Regions from separate parts of the Bos taurus genome. Here region 2 is linked to region 1. The links are chromatin contacts, called in public Hi-C maps. All regions are on one chromosome and are shown on one strand. The core of a region is the stretch at or near the end of the contact, and the rest is flanking DNA. Distances in the headings are between cores, read along the strand shown. Region 1 holds the start of PPA1 (inorganic pyrophosphatase 1). Region 2 overlaps LRRC20 (leucine rich repeat containing 20).

Region 1 (6,420 bases), core at 1,168-3,667:
ATGAAGAGATGGCTAAAGGGGAGAATGAGAAAGGAGTGGCCAGAGAAGCAGGAGGGATGTCAGAAGAAAATGCAGTCATAAAGCCAAGGAAGAGAGAGGGCATCAGGAAGTTGGAGGTGCAGGATATGGACTAAAAAGCACCATTGGATCCAGTTACAGAGTAAGAGAGACAACATTTGAGAACAGCTGGGTTCATCCTTTGTCAAACTATTATACTTAAGAAGGTATTTTTGCTCTCCTTTTCATCAACTCCTCTACCAATTGTTCTGGCAAGGAGTCATTAAACACCTACTCTAGGCCAGGTACTGTACTCGGCTCCAGAGAGATATGAGAAAGAGAACAAGGTCCAAAGGGCCTGTGGGCTCACCGCACCTGCCTGCAAGAGCAAGTTATACAGCACTGACTTGTGCCCGAGCAAAGGCAGGATTTGGCTTTTTACTGGGGTTGAGTACTGATTGGCTCTCCCAGGACATTCAATGAAACAAGAGCTAGTGTGCAAGTCCAGAGGTCAGCAAGACTTTATTTTCTTGCTCTTAGTAGCAGGAAGCAAAAGGGAAAGTGCATGTGGCACACTATTGCATCATTTCTATCTGTTCACACGTCAGTTACACATGAGATTCTGGGGTTTTTCTAAGAAAACTAGCTCCACCTGCTTACAGGTAGAAAACTGACACCGCAGTTCAATTTCCACACCCTTTTAAGAAACTTTCTGAAGGCGAGCCTACTTAGTGTTCACTGGGCAGAGATACCTTTAGCTTTCAGTAACGTGTTGCATTACTGATTGAACTACTGCCCTACTACTTTCTTTTTCCTGCCCTTGTGTTCCAATTACGGTAAAGCTGTGTGGTGTAGTGTTTAAAAGGTCGCTGAGTCATGGCTTTCTGAAGATTAATGAGAGTTTGGATGGAGACAAGGGAAGGATACTCCCAGTACCTGGAAAATTAACTTGCTAGGTTTTCATTTAATACAGGGAACATCTCATTTTACATATTAGACATTGTTTTTTGGGGGAAAAAGAGTTTATATCAAAATATCTTTGAGGCACATTATCTTTTATGGCCTAGAAAATCAAGATTATTTAAAGAGGCCCAACCCATCAAAAATTTTAAATAAAACTAGGCATTCTCTGAAATAACTTTGTAATCAAATTAGTGAATTATTGCTTGCTGCTGCTGCTAAGTCTCGTCAGTCGTGTCCGACTCTGTGTGACCCCATAGATGGCAGGCCACCAGGCTTCCCCGTCCCTGGGATTCTCCAGGCAAGAACACTGGAGTGGGTTGCCATTTCCTTCTCCAATGCAGGAAAGTGAAAGCTTAGTTTGAGGATTTTGAAATTTACATGAAAAACCCAACATACAGAACTGGGGATGTAAGTGATGTAAATTATCTGCCCATAACGTCAATCAGACTTCAGCTTTTGGGGGCTGGCCTAACACCATGAAACAGTGGTATAAAAATAAGCTTCAAAGAGCTTGTGCCTGAGAGAAATGTCCTCAAGGGACTCTGAGTTCAGGCCTGGACTTTTCCAATGCTTCCATTTGAAGTCCTAAGGGAGTGGGAAGTGTTGCCCAAGCAGAGGGTGCAGACTTAATCCTCTGCAGATAAGGGTGGGAATAAAAAGTTACACTTCCTGAGTGCTTACAAGCCAGCTCTTCCTTTCTTTTCCTCATTTGCAATTTTTTTGGCCACACCACGTGGCACGTGGGATCGAATCCGCGCCCCTTTCAGTAGAAGGGCAGTCTTAATCACTGGACATCTAGGGATGTTCCTCCCTTGATGGACGGATCTTCACGTCCATCAGCTCGGTTCATCATCCCTGCAACCTCTGAAATCTTTACTCTGACCAGCTCCATTTCCCAGGTGAGAAACTGAGAGGTTAACAGCAATTTGCTCGATGTCACACGCTAGAAAGTGATGGAGCTCCTACCTAGCTGGGAGCCATTACAGCTTGGTGTCAGTAATATGCCTTAACTTTGCTTAAACGGATCAGAAAACTGGCACAGATCGTCAGGTAAAGCAGCTGACTCCTATTAAACTTCTTTTGAGATAAGGAATTATCCTGCGGAGAAGGCTGTGTGAGTCAAAGGTGAGCTCCCAGTGTGCGCGAGATGTCGACAGTCAATTCTTAGGTGGTCCAAGCTGAGAACTGGTTACCCTTCTGGGTCAGATGCACAAAGCCCGCCAGGTCAGAAGGATCACGGCCAAAGCCGGCCGCCAGCCACGTGGCCCAGCCTGCGAGCTGAGCGCTGGTCAGCGGAGGCGCGGCCCGAGGGGGTGGAGCTAGGGCGCCGGGACTCGCCTTACGAAGTGCGCCTGCGCACGGGGTGGGCTCGAGCGCGCCCGCGGCGTTAAAGGCGGCTCCCCGCCCTGCTAGCCGTGCCAGTCTCTGCAGTGCGCAGGCGCGGAGCTCATTTCTTGTCAGTCGGCGCCGCGTGCAGGCGTGTGGCTCTGTAGCAATAGCGGCGGCGGCGGCGGCGGCGGCGGCTGTTCCCCGGCACGATGAGCGGCTTCAGCAGCGAGGAGCGCGCGGCGCCCTTCACCCTCGAGTACCGAGTCTTCCTCAGTGAGTGTCGGAGGCCCACGGCCCCTCCCTGCCAGCCCGCCCATTCATTCCCGGGCCTCGCTTCGGCTCCGGCTCCAGCAGTTGCGGCCCGCGCTCGGCTCGCTGTCCCGGGCGCCGGCCGGCCTCCTCCTCCTGTCCCGGGGACCTGGGCGGCGGGTCTGGGAGGGCCTGGCTCGCATTTCACACGTCCCGCTCGCGCGTCGGATAGGCGTGGATAGGCGTTCCCCTTTCACACGCCCGATTGGACCTGAACCTGCGCTAGGCTAATTTCGCAGGTGTCCGGCTCAGGCAGTGTCTGATGGGAAAAGGAAATCACTGAGCCACCCTAAATAAGGTGTCTTGGGCTAAGCTAATGCCCGTAAGAGGATTATTCAATTCGGAAGAACGGGGTGGGGGAGAGGAGGTGATGGTGGAGACATCCTAAGACCTTAATTCCTCCACTGTAGCTCAGATTGTGGGGACCTGGAGGGGTCAAGTCCAGGCCCACGTCCTACAGACGGGGAAACTGAGGCCCGGATCAGGAGCGGTCAGTAGAGTACTGGACCGGTCCCTCTGAGGTCCCAGTGGCGCTTCTGTCTCCCTGACGCTTGGTTTCCCATAGCCCTGATGCTGGAAAGATGCCTTATGAAACAGAAAGCTGTTCCCCTCCCGTCAAACAGGTGACGTCAGTCGGGCAAGCATGAGTAAGAAAGTGCCAAGTTTTGGCCCCTGGGCCGTGGGATCGCGTGTAAGGGGTACCCACCCAAAGTCTGCACTTAAAGGCTGTAGGCTCTGCTTTCCTTTAGCCTCCTAGGTGGGGGAAAGCTATCTTTTGTTTATCTTTATCTTCTTACCACCCCCCCCCCTTCCACCCTGCCAAGATTATTAGAGATAACGGAGGAGTTTCTGTTTTAACTGCTTCACTATTTTGTTCCAAAGGAAATGGGCAGGTGCCGTGAGTTCTATGAGTTCTGGGTATGAAGAGCAGTAAAGAGACGGGAAGAGAGTATACATGGTTAATACTGAAAGAACAAAGCTCCTAGCCTAAAGTAGCCTGGTGTTAGAGGAAAAAGAAAGTGAGCAGTAAAGTTACACAACTAGTTGAAGTTTAGACTGCCATTTAAAATCGAAAAAAGGTGTGGGACCTCCCCCACCCATTTTATGAATTTCAGGATTCAGCAACGAAGGCAGTGCAGAAACCTTTGACAAATAATTCACTGAGCAGTTTTTCTGGAGTTAGTGTTGGCTCCACAATTTCTCTGTAGGGAGGGACTTAGAGAAGTGACTCTAGTTGGAAGGTTTGGGGATGATTACGGTAATCGTTTTCAAGTTATATTTACAAAAGAAAAACAATTTTTACTCAGATTATGCATAGGTAGTGATGCATTGGAGAAGGAAATGGCAACCCACTCCAGTGTTCTTGCCTGGAGAATCCCAGGGACGGGGTAGCCTCGTGGGCTGCCATCTATGGGGTCTCGCAGAGTCAGACATGACTGAAGAGACTTAGCAGCAGCAGCAGTGAGTACTATATAATTTTAATTTAAAAAGATTATAGACTTCTTAGCATCCTTCTTTAATAAGAGAAGCTTTTACCTCTATAATGTTAATCTGCCAATCTTTTAAAAACTGATGGTGGGTTGGACCACAAATCACTGTTGACTCTGAAGGGTCATGGGGATGGTCACTGCTCAATTTTTCCTATTCCACCTTGATTTTTAATCATGAAGGAATGCAATGTAGACTAAGCCTTAAGTTTCCTAAAGAATAGTGAGGAAGTTTTAGAAGTAGTTTTTGGATATGGTAGCTAGTTCTCTAGAATACAGAAATTGCCTGTTAAAGTGAGTTACAACTAGATTATCCTTAAGAAAAATTATGATCTCAGATGGCTCTGTCTCCCTGGAAACACCACTTAAAGCAACACGGTTTACCCAGGTTATGTCCTTAGCTCTGTTAACTGATGTAAGGTCAAACAGCTTGCTTGCCTTTTGTACACCAGACACTGCAGACAGGCTCTGGGGTACACAGGTTTGTAAAGCAGTCCCCACCCTCACCAGAGGTTAGTATCTTCTAGACTCCTAAGGAACAAGTAGAATGAAAACCTAACCTGGTCTTGGAGCAGTCAAGTATAAAACCAGTTTCTCTGGGGTGGGAATAAAATCTGGCGAGTGGTGTTGATATGGGGAGGAGAGGGTATGTGGGATATCTCTATACCTTTTTCTCAACTTTGTTGTAAATCTAAACGTTCTCTTAAAAAAAGTCTTGAAAAACGTGTACTTCATGCATCTGGAAATGTAATTAACAAATAAGAGTAATATTTTCTAATTGATTTTGCAGAAAATGAAAAAGGACAATATATCTCTCCATTTCATGATATTCCAATTTATGCAGATAAGGTAAGACTTCATTCTCTGACCATAGTCTCTTTGCTCAGCTCAGTTTGACATGTGGATTTTCTTATATGTCTTAACAAGTGCTTAAAATGCCTCATTGTTCTACAAGTTAAAGGTGCATTGACTAAAAAGGAGACTGTCTTCAATTCAGATTTTTTGGTTAGAAGAAGCAGCTATAATTTGGAGAAGGAGTAGAGGAACAGAAACAAATGTATTAAAGCTGCCTGGGTTAAAAAAAAAAAACCACCAGAATTGCTGGTAATTCTTTTAGTTTTTATTTTCATTTTTGCCTTTTTATCTTTCCTAATCTTTTTGCAAAGAACATGTATTATTTGTGCAAATTTAAATAGTTTTTTTTTAAAGCCATTTCTTGTTTTATGCTCCCTCCCAGTAGGAAAAGTTTATACATATTTAGGAACTGACACAAGGACAAATGTCTGATTCTTTTTTATACCTTTGAGGTTTTTGTTTTTCATTCAGCCAGGAAGCTTGACCCACAGTGAGTGCAAATCTTTTAGATGTTAATACATAATACCTGTGATATCACATTCCAGTGTTTGTCTAGAATAATAAAGATGAAATCTCATCCTTATGTGTGCTGAGTCTTACTTTTTTTCTATGCTAGACTATCAGAAATAGATAAATTCATTGTACTTCTACCAGGAAATTGCTACAGTTCTGTCCTGACACTTGGACTCTGGCAGAAAATCTAATCTGTGTGTTGCTTCTGAGTAACCTGCCTGAGCTGGGCTCTGACTGGAGGCAGTGGAGCAAACAGCCCGAGGCCAATTATGCGGTATCGTTACAGGAGAGACCTCTAATTGGCATGTGTTCTCCGGTGGCATTCTCAAAGCTGTACTTATTCAGAACCTTTTAATTTGTTACCTCTGATTTCCTGGGAGTTGATATGAACTGCAGAATCCTTCTTTCCTCTTGAATTGGCGTCGTTTGGTTGACTTGGCATCATTTGGTTGGCTTGAATTGTCTTGTATAATTAGTAATCGAAGTACTTTGCAGTTACATTAAAGACCATTTTGAATAATCAACAGGTATAAAATGATGACCCTAAGTTTATTGATACCTTGACATACAGATGTAGTAAGGAAGGAAACCATTTTCTTGACATCTAGCTGGGTGGGTGGGTGTGTGTGTGTATGTATGTGTGTGTGTGTGTGTGTTCATAGTATCTTAGCCTGTTTGGGTTGCTGTAACAAAATACCTAGACTGGGTAGCTTATAAAGAGCAGAAATTTGTTGCTTGCAGTTCTGAAGGCTAGAAGGCTGAGATCAGGGTGCCAGCATGTCTGGGCAAGGGCCCTTTTCTGGTCAGAGTTCTAGCTGTTTGTGTGGTGGAAGGACCTGGGCATCTCCCTGGAGCCTCTTTGATAAGGCACTGATCCGATTCATGAGGATTCCACCCTTATGTCTTAAGCATTTCCAAAAGGTCACACCTACTGTACCCTCACTCTTGAGGGTTAAGATTCCAACAT
Region 2 (6,420 bases), core at 1,112-3,611, 110 kb before region 1:
ATGGACAGAGGAGCCTGGTGGGCTACAGTCCATGGTGTTGCGAAGAGTCGGACACGACTGAGTGACTAACACATTCACTTTCAGATATTTATTTATTTTCCACCATATATAAGAGTGTGTGTGTGTGATCTGTGTGTGTGACCCTCTGGGACGTAAGTGCCCGCTTAGAGTCACAGGTGTGTGGCAGGAACACAGAGGAGGTGAGTGTAGACCTGCCCAGGGGATGATTGTACAAGTAGTTGGATTGGGATTTGATTTGGGCCTTTGGCACACAGAGAGGAATTTCACCAGCAGGTAGGCATGTGTGTTCTTGTGTCTGTCTGTCTGTGTCACGGAGGAGCATTTCCAAGAGAGTTACTGCCTGAGAGATTGGGAAGGTGGAGTTTTCTGCTAGCAGCCTTTGGCCGGGTGTCTCTGAGGGTCTTAGGGCAGGGGGTGGTGGCCCAGAAAGTAGAGGGATACTCAGCCTTCAAGATGTGCTTGGTCACCACCTCTTCCAGGAAGCCCTCAGCCCTACCTGATCCACCCCTTGCTCCCTTCCTCCTCTGGAGCACTCATTCAGTGTCCCTGGAGGGCAGAGATCCTGTGTCTTTTGTCCCCCACCTGCCAAGAGCCAGAGCAGTGTCTAGCACTTTGTAAGCACATAGTGGTGTTGGCTGAACTGAACAATAGTGAGAGAAACATCTCCGCCAGCAAACAGACTTGAAGATAGCCATTGGCTTTTTAAAAAAAATATTCACTTATTATTAAAGTTTATTTATGTATTTGTTTATTTGGCTGTGTCAGCTTTTAGTTGGGATCTTCGGTCTTCACTGTGGCATGTGGATTCATGTGGCATGTGGGATATAGCTCAGTGACCAGGGATCAAACCCAGGCCCCTGGCATAGGGCGTGTGGAGTCTTAGCCCCTGGACTGCCTTTGGTTTGGGAGGGAGGCCTGGCAGAGAGCCGCGTGGGGTGGGGGAGGGGAGAGCTTTTGCGTGGGGAGGTGAGGGCTGTGGGCCGTCAGGAGAGGAACTCTGGAATCCTGTGCTGGTCACTCATGTGGTTGCACTTACCTGAGTGCTCAAGGCTCTCCTGCACTGATACGGCCTGGGTTTGAACCCCCGCTCTGCCACCCACTAGCCTGCTCCCTTAGCAGATTGCTTTACCTCTTGGAGCCTTGGTTTCCTCATCTATAAAATGGGGGTGGTAATTGCACCTCCCTCATTAAGGTGGTAGGAGCAGTTATTAAATGCCAGGCATCGCTGTCAGCACTTTACTGGTTTTGACTCACTTAATTCTCACAACTGTAAGCCAGAGCTGATATTAATATCCCCATTTTACAGATGAAGAAACTGGAGCGTGGAACTTTTTAATGCAGTGTTTCTAAATGTTCTGTAGCACTAGGGTATTTACCTTGTCTCCTCTGCTGTATTTCTTTTGAAGTAGGAGTTTTGGGACTTCCCTGGTGGTCCAGTGTTTAAGACTGTCTTCCAAAAAAGGGGGTGTGGGTTCAATTCCTTGTTGGGGAACTAAGATCCCACATGCCAAAAAGGTGAAAAAAAGAAATGAAGTAGGAGCTTCCTGTTTAACATGCTGGAGCTGAGGCTGGGGGTGTGAATGACCTGCTAGTGACACAGCTGTTTAGAGCTGGAGCCAGGCTCAGCACAGCTCTGAGTAGCTCAGCCCTGCCTTTCCTGTGCACCCCCGCTGCCCCCATTGTGGGGAGGGGCGGCTAGGAAGAGGAGAGCTTGAAGACCCAAGTAACCCTCCTCCCTTCTTAGGCTGCCTCTCCTCTCACACTGTTTTGGAAACACAGTCAGCCGACCTTGTCCTTTGAAAGGAGGAAAATAATGAGAGTCTAATATCTGCATGGCCATTTAAGATGTCTTAGGTGGTAAGGAGTAAGGGGCTGCCCCCATGGGCTATACCTGCTTATGTGCAAAGCGTGGACCCCACTCTAGAGCTTTCACAGTGGAATATCAGAAGGTGGGCTTGGTGCCCTACATGTTAACATGAACTCTGTATGATTCTTCCCTGCCTTGAATTTTGGGAACCACTGGCTTAATATTTACGATCTGGAACTTTCTTTTCCTGGCGTGTTGTAGGGGACTGGCTGGGGGGTTGGAAGTATTATCTGGGTAGGTCTCTAGATATGTGTGTGTGTGTGTGTGTGTGTGAGACAGAGAGAGTGAATATGAACATGGATTTGATCCACCTCCAGGGAACTGAGGGGCTAGGCTGGCTTCTGTGAGATAACCAAGTGAGGAGACCAAGACCCTTCTCCCCCTTCCCCTCCAGCCCTCCCTCTCTCCTCCCAGGCTCACTCACACTTGCGCCACTTTTCTCCTGTCTCACCAGCAGATGGCACCCTTTTACCAGCCAACCTGGTGACAGGCCGCTGAGCCCGGGACTTGGCCAGGCTGTCTCTGGGTGTGAGCGCCTGGTCCCGACAAGGGCTTCCCCGCCCAGGCCAGCTCACACTCTGTGTCTCCAGTCCTAGCTGACTCCGTGGCCAGCTGATTTGGCAGCTCCTTTCTTGAGCAAGGGTGCTGGGGAAGTGCAGTGTCAGGAAGCACTCCGTACGTACTCACTAGATCAGAATAACATCTTCCTTTGGGTCAGACACTGCCACTGGCTCCTTTGTCAACACACAACGAGCACGTACTATATGTGCCTTCCCCGGAGGACTCAAGTGCCCCAGAAGTGCCCAGTCAAGAGGAGGAGGCAGACACACACACACACACACACCCCCCGAGGGAGGGGGGCAGCCGGGGTTTGTGGTGGGAGCAGTCTGTCTTGCCCCAGGAGGGGCTTATGGGACACCTAGAGCCCAGGAGGCTGGTGCTGTTCGTGGGGGAGGGGGGTGTGTTTTGTGTTTCGCTGCTGTGTCACCTGGCCTGGAGAGTCCTGAGGGTCAGCTCTGAAGGCGTGGAGTGGGGAGCCGGCTTTCACAGGGCAGCCCTCAGCCTGGCCGGGACTGCCTGTCTGTTTATCATGAAGGCTGGAAGCTTCAAACCTGCCATCCTCTACTTCTTGCCTCTCAGCTGGGGAAGCAGGCTGGCGGGGGGTGGGGGTGTTTGCCAGGGGAGGAGGGCATAGCCCCTGTTTCTCTCCCCTCTCTCTTTCCTAGACAATGTGATGTGAGGGGTGACCCAAAGCCTTCTGCCTAAAACTCCCCCTCTAGACTTGATCTCTCTGGACAGGGGGTCCTGGGAGGCTGAGAACTGGCCTTGATCCTCCCCTCCCCTTTACAGTCCTGAGCAGGGGGCTTTTCTCCCTTTAGGGCTCAGCACTTATTTGAAATGAAGGCTTTATATCCCTCAGTGGGTGTTTCTCAGTCTCGGCACTGTAGACTCTGGGGGCTGCATGATTCTTGGTGGGGGGCTGACCCGTGCATTGTAGGGTGTTCCGCAGCTTTCCTGGTCTCTACCCACTGTATGCTAGCAGTCCCCTCTGCTGCTCCCCCCAAGTTGTGACAGCCGTGTCTCCAGGCCCTACCAAGTGTCCCCTGGCAGCAGAACTCCACTCCACTGAGTACCACTGCTCTAGGAGCTCATGCATGTAAGTTGTTGAGCCTGATGGCCCGTACAGTCAGCTCTGCTGTGGCAGGACTGGAACCAAGTGGAGTGTGGTTGGTGAGCTGAGAAGAAGATGGGAGCTCTGTTTTATGGGAAGGGCTCTGATCCAGAAATCAGGAAGCTGGGGTTCTGGATCTCACCCTAACCCCAACTATGGGCCAGTCTCCTGTCTGTAAAGGTGAGGCTCCAGCCCTGAGCTTTTGTAATTCTCTCTCTTTTAAACCCTCATTGGCTTCCACGTGCACAGAGAGTAAAACCCAATCTGGTACTTCAAACCTGGGGGTGACTGACTCCTGCCAATTTCTCCCACTGCACTTTGGGCCCCTCAGGATTCCTCTCATTATATCCGGCAAGATTGGCCACCTTTCAGTTCCTTGAACTGCTAAACTCCTTCCAGCCTCAGGGTCTTTGTACATGCTGCTTTCTTTGTTGGGATGCTGTTTCTTGTTCTTCATGGCTGGGCCCTTCTCATACCTTAAGGTTCAAACTAAATGTTTCTTGTTTAGAGAGGTCACCCTGGCTTTCTTTTCTAAGTGGCCTTCACCCAATCATTTTTCTTAAAAAAAAAAAAAAAGCTGTGAAAAGGTATACACAAGTAGTGAAGTTCATAAGATCATATATGCTTAGTTTAGCAGACATTTATAAATCCATACTCATGTAACTGCCACCCAAGTCTAGACATGGAATATTGCCAGACCTCCAGAAGGCCCTCCCACCTGAGAGGTAACCAGTCTCCCAACTGTTGTGATGAGCTTTCCCTTCCTTTCTTTAGTTTGATCTCACTCTTGAGTTTTTGGCCCTTGGGTTCTGGAGAGAGCAGGATGTGGGTGCCGGTGGGGGGCGGGATCAGGGGCTCTTGTGTCAACAGGATGTGCTAGTGCTGAGAAAGGGGTGGAGGTGAGACCCTGCTGGGGAGTTGCTGTGTGAGGGTATCATTCAGGGGTAAATAATCAGTATGGAAAGGAAGGCCAGTAGAGCTTTCAGAGCGCTTACGGGTTTCATTGGCACTGCATTGGCACAAGGCAGAAGCCTGTGGTGCAGAAATGCAGGGCCTGGGCCTGGGCTGCCCTTCTCATTTCAGAGACGATTGAGTGACGTCAGGCCCAGCCCAGCATGCCTGTGGCATTTTGGCTGCTTCTGAACTGACCCAGAGAGGTGGACAGAGAGGGCCATGTCCAGGTGGGCAGGACTGAGCCCACTGTTCAGGCGGGTGAGGAGGGGCTCGGGTAGGGGTTTCTGGCTATCCTTTTGCACCATGCCACGGTCTGGCATTGCCTGTGTGTTCAGATTGGCATGGACTCATTGGGGGCCTTTCTGGAGCTCCAGCCTTGCGTATAAAAGGGGCTGTGGAGGGAAAGAAACAGCTTAGTCTTGGAAGGCAGCTCTTAAGATGGAGAGAGAAATGTGTTCTGTGGCTCCAGCCTGGGTGTTTGCACTCTGAGAAATACTTTAAAAACTGTATATGTTTAACTTGGTGGAGGGGAGGGGATGGGCTTCCCTGCTGGCTCAGACGGTAAAGAATTCTGCCTGCAATTCAGGAGACATGAGTTTGATCCCTGAGTCAGGAAAATCCCCTGGAGGAAGGCTTGGCAGCCCACACCAGTATTCTTGCCTGGAGAATCCCATGGGCAGAGGAGCCTGACAGGTGATAGTTCATGGGGTTGCAAAAGAGTTGGACACAACTGAGTGACTAACACTTTCACTTCACTTAAGAGGGGTGGGAGGAAGGCTCAAGAAGGAGAGATATATATGTATACACACAGCTGATTCACACTGTACAGCAGAAACTAACACAGCATTGTAAAGCAATTATACTCCAGTTTAAAAAATCTATGTATGTTTAACTAAAAAATAAGTATGACATGTATCTAGTGCGCAAAGCACAAGGCCCAAAGAGTAAACAGAGAGAATAGGCTTCTTCCCATCCTGTGCTCTGGTCTGCAGGTCCCCCAGCACAGCGTCTTGTGGAGCTAGAGGGACTGTTATGATGTTATCCTGGCTGGCTCTAGAGCTAGAGATGAGGATGGGTCCTGAGGTTGTTTCAGTGTATAGCAGTGGTGGGACAGGATCCCAAAGCCCTTTAGTTGTGGCTCAAGTCTCTCTACTGGGGGGTCCCAGAGTCCCCATCTCAGGGGAAGCAGCTCTAATGGCCAGAGCCCCACCCCTTCCCTCTCAGCTGTGCTGTAGACCTCAGACTTCTAGAAGGAGGGAGAATAAGGATTGCGGGGGGTGGGGGTCTGTGGTGGACATTCTCAAGCATAGCCCACCTGTTCCTTGAGTCCCTGTTTGCTGTGATGCTGCCCTGACGCAGTGTAGATGTGCAGAAGACATGCATTGAAGGGATGGAGGAATTCCTTCATCCTGTGGGTGCAAATCGCTTAGTCTTCTCCCCTTAGTTTTCTGTTCATTGCTCAGTCTACAGAAACCACCCCAGCTATGAGAGCCAGTCCAGCCATGAGGGGCCTCCAGAGAAGCCTAGTGGGAGGTGGAGGTCTCTTCATAGTGGGGACACTGGGACCTAGGTTGTGTGGTGACCTGTGGAGATGCTGCAAGTCCTGGAGATGGCCGCCGGGCAGCCAGCCAATTGCATGCCGTGTCAAACACTTGCAGAACCTAAAGTGAACTAAATAAGGACGAGTTCCCCTTCTCCTGTCTTGAGATGCGTACACACTGGACGATGGTTTAGCATACGTGCTGAGGGGGTTGCACCGAAAAGGCGGCATTTCAGCTGCACTTAAAGGATGGAGCAGGTTTAGGGATGTAGGTGTGGGACAGGAGTGAGGAGAGGGGTGGTTTCAGTGAGTGTGTCTGAGCAAAGGTGGAGCAGCATGCAGGTAGGTGCTGGTGATGAGAATAGG

The links. A called contact is a pair of places that touch in the nucleus more often than the background predicts.
Region 2: a contact with region 1 is called in a Hi-C map of liver, with 3 times the contacts expected there. The contact joins the enhancer-like site here to the promoter of PPA1 in region 1. A contact is called at or near these places in 3 of 11 Hi-C or Micro-C datasets (liver, skeletal muscle and an unstated tissue).

The regions. Positions count from the first base shown.
Region 1 is chr28:26,452,498-26,458,917 of ARS-UCD2.0, reverse strand. It overlaps PPA1 (inorganic pyrophosphatase 1), which reads left to right and starts at 2,417. Exons shown (of 11, transcript NM_001075118.1): 1 at 2,417-2,562; 2 at 4,876-4,934. The coding sequence starts at 2,499.
Region 2 is chr28:26,565,347-26,571,766 of ARS-UCD2.0, reverse strand. The region is part of intron 2 of LRRC20 (leucine rich repeat containing 20); the gene reads left to right. Among named protein-coding and RNA genes, the nearest start is that of LRRC20, 9.1 kb to the left of the region's middle. Within about 2 kb of position 2,361, at least 43 of the 102 cell types and tissues checked have an H3K27ac peak or open chromatin away from gene starts, as enhancers often do. A contact at or near this core is called in liver and skeletal muscle, where this site is marked.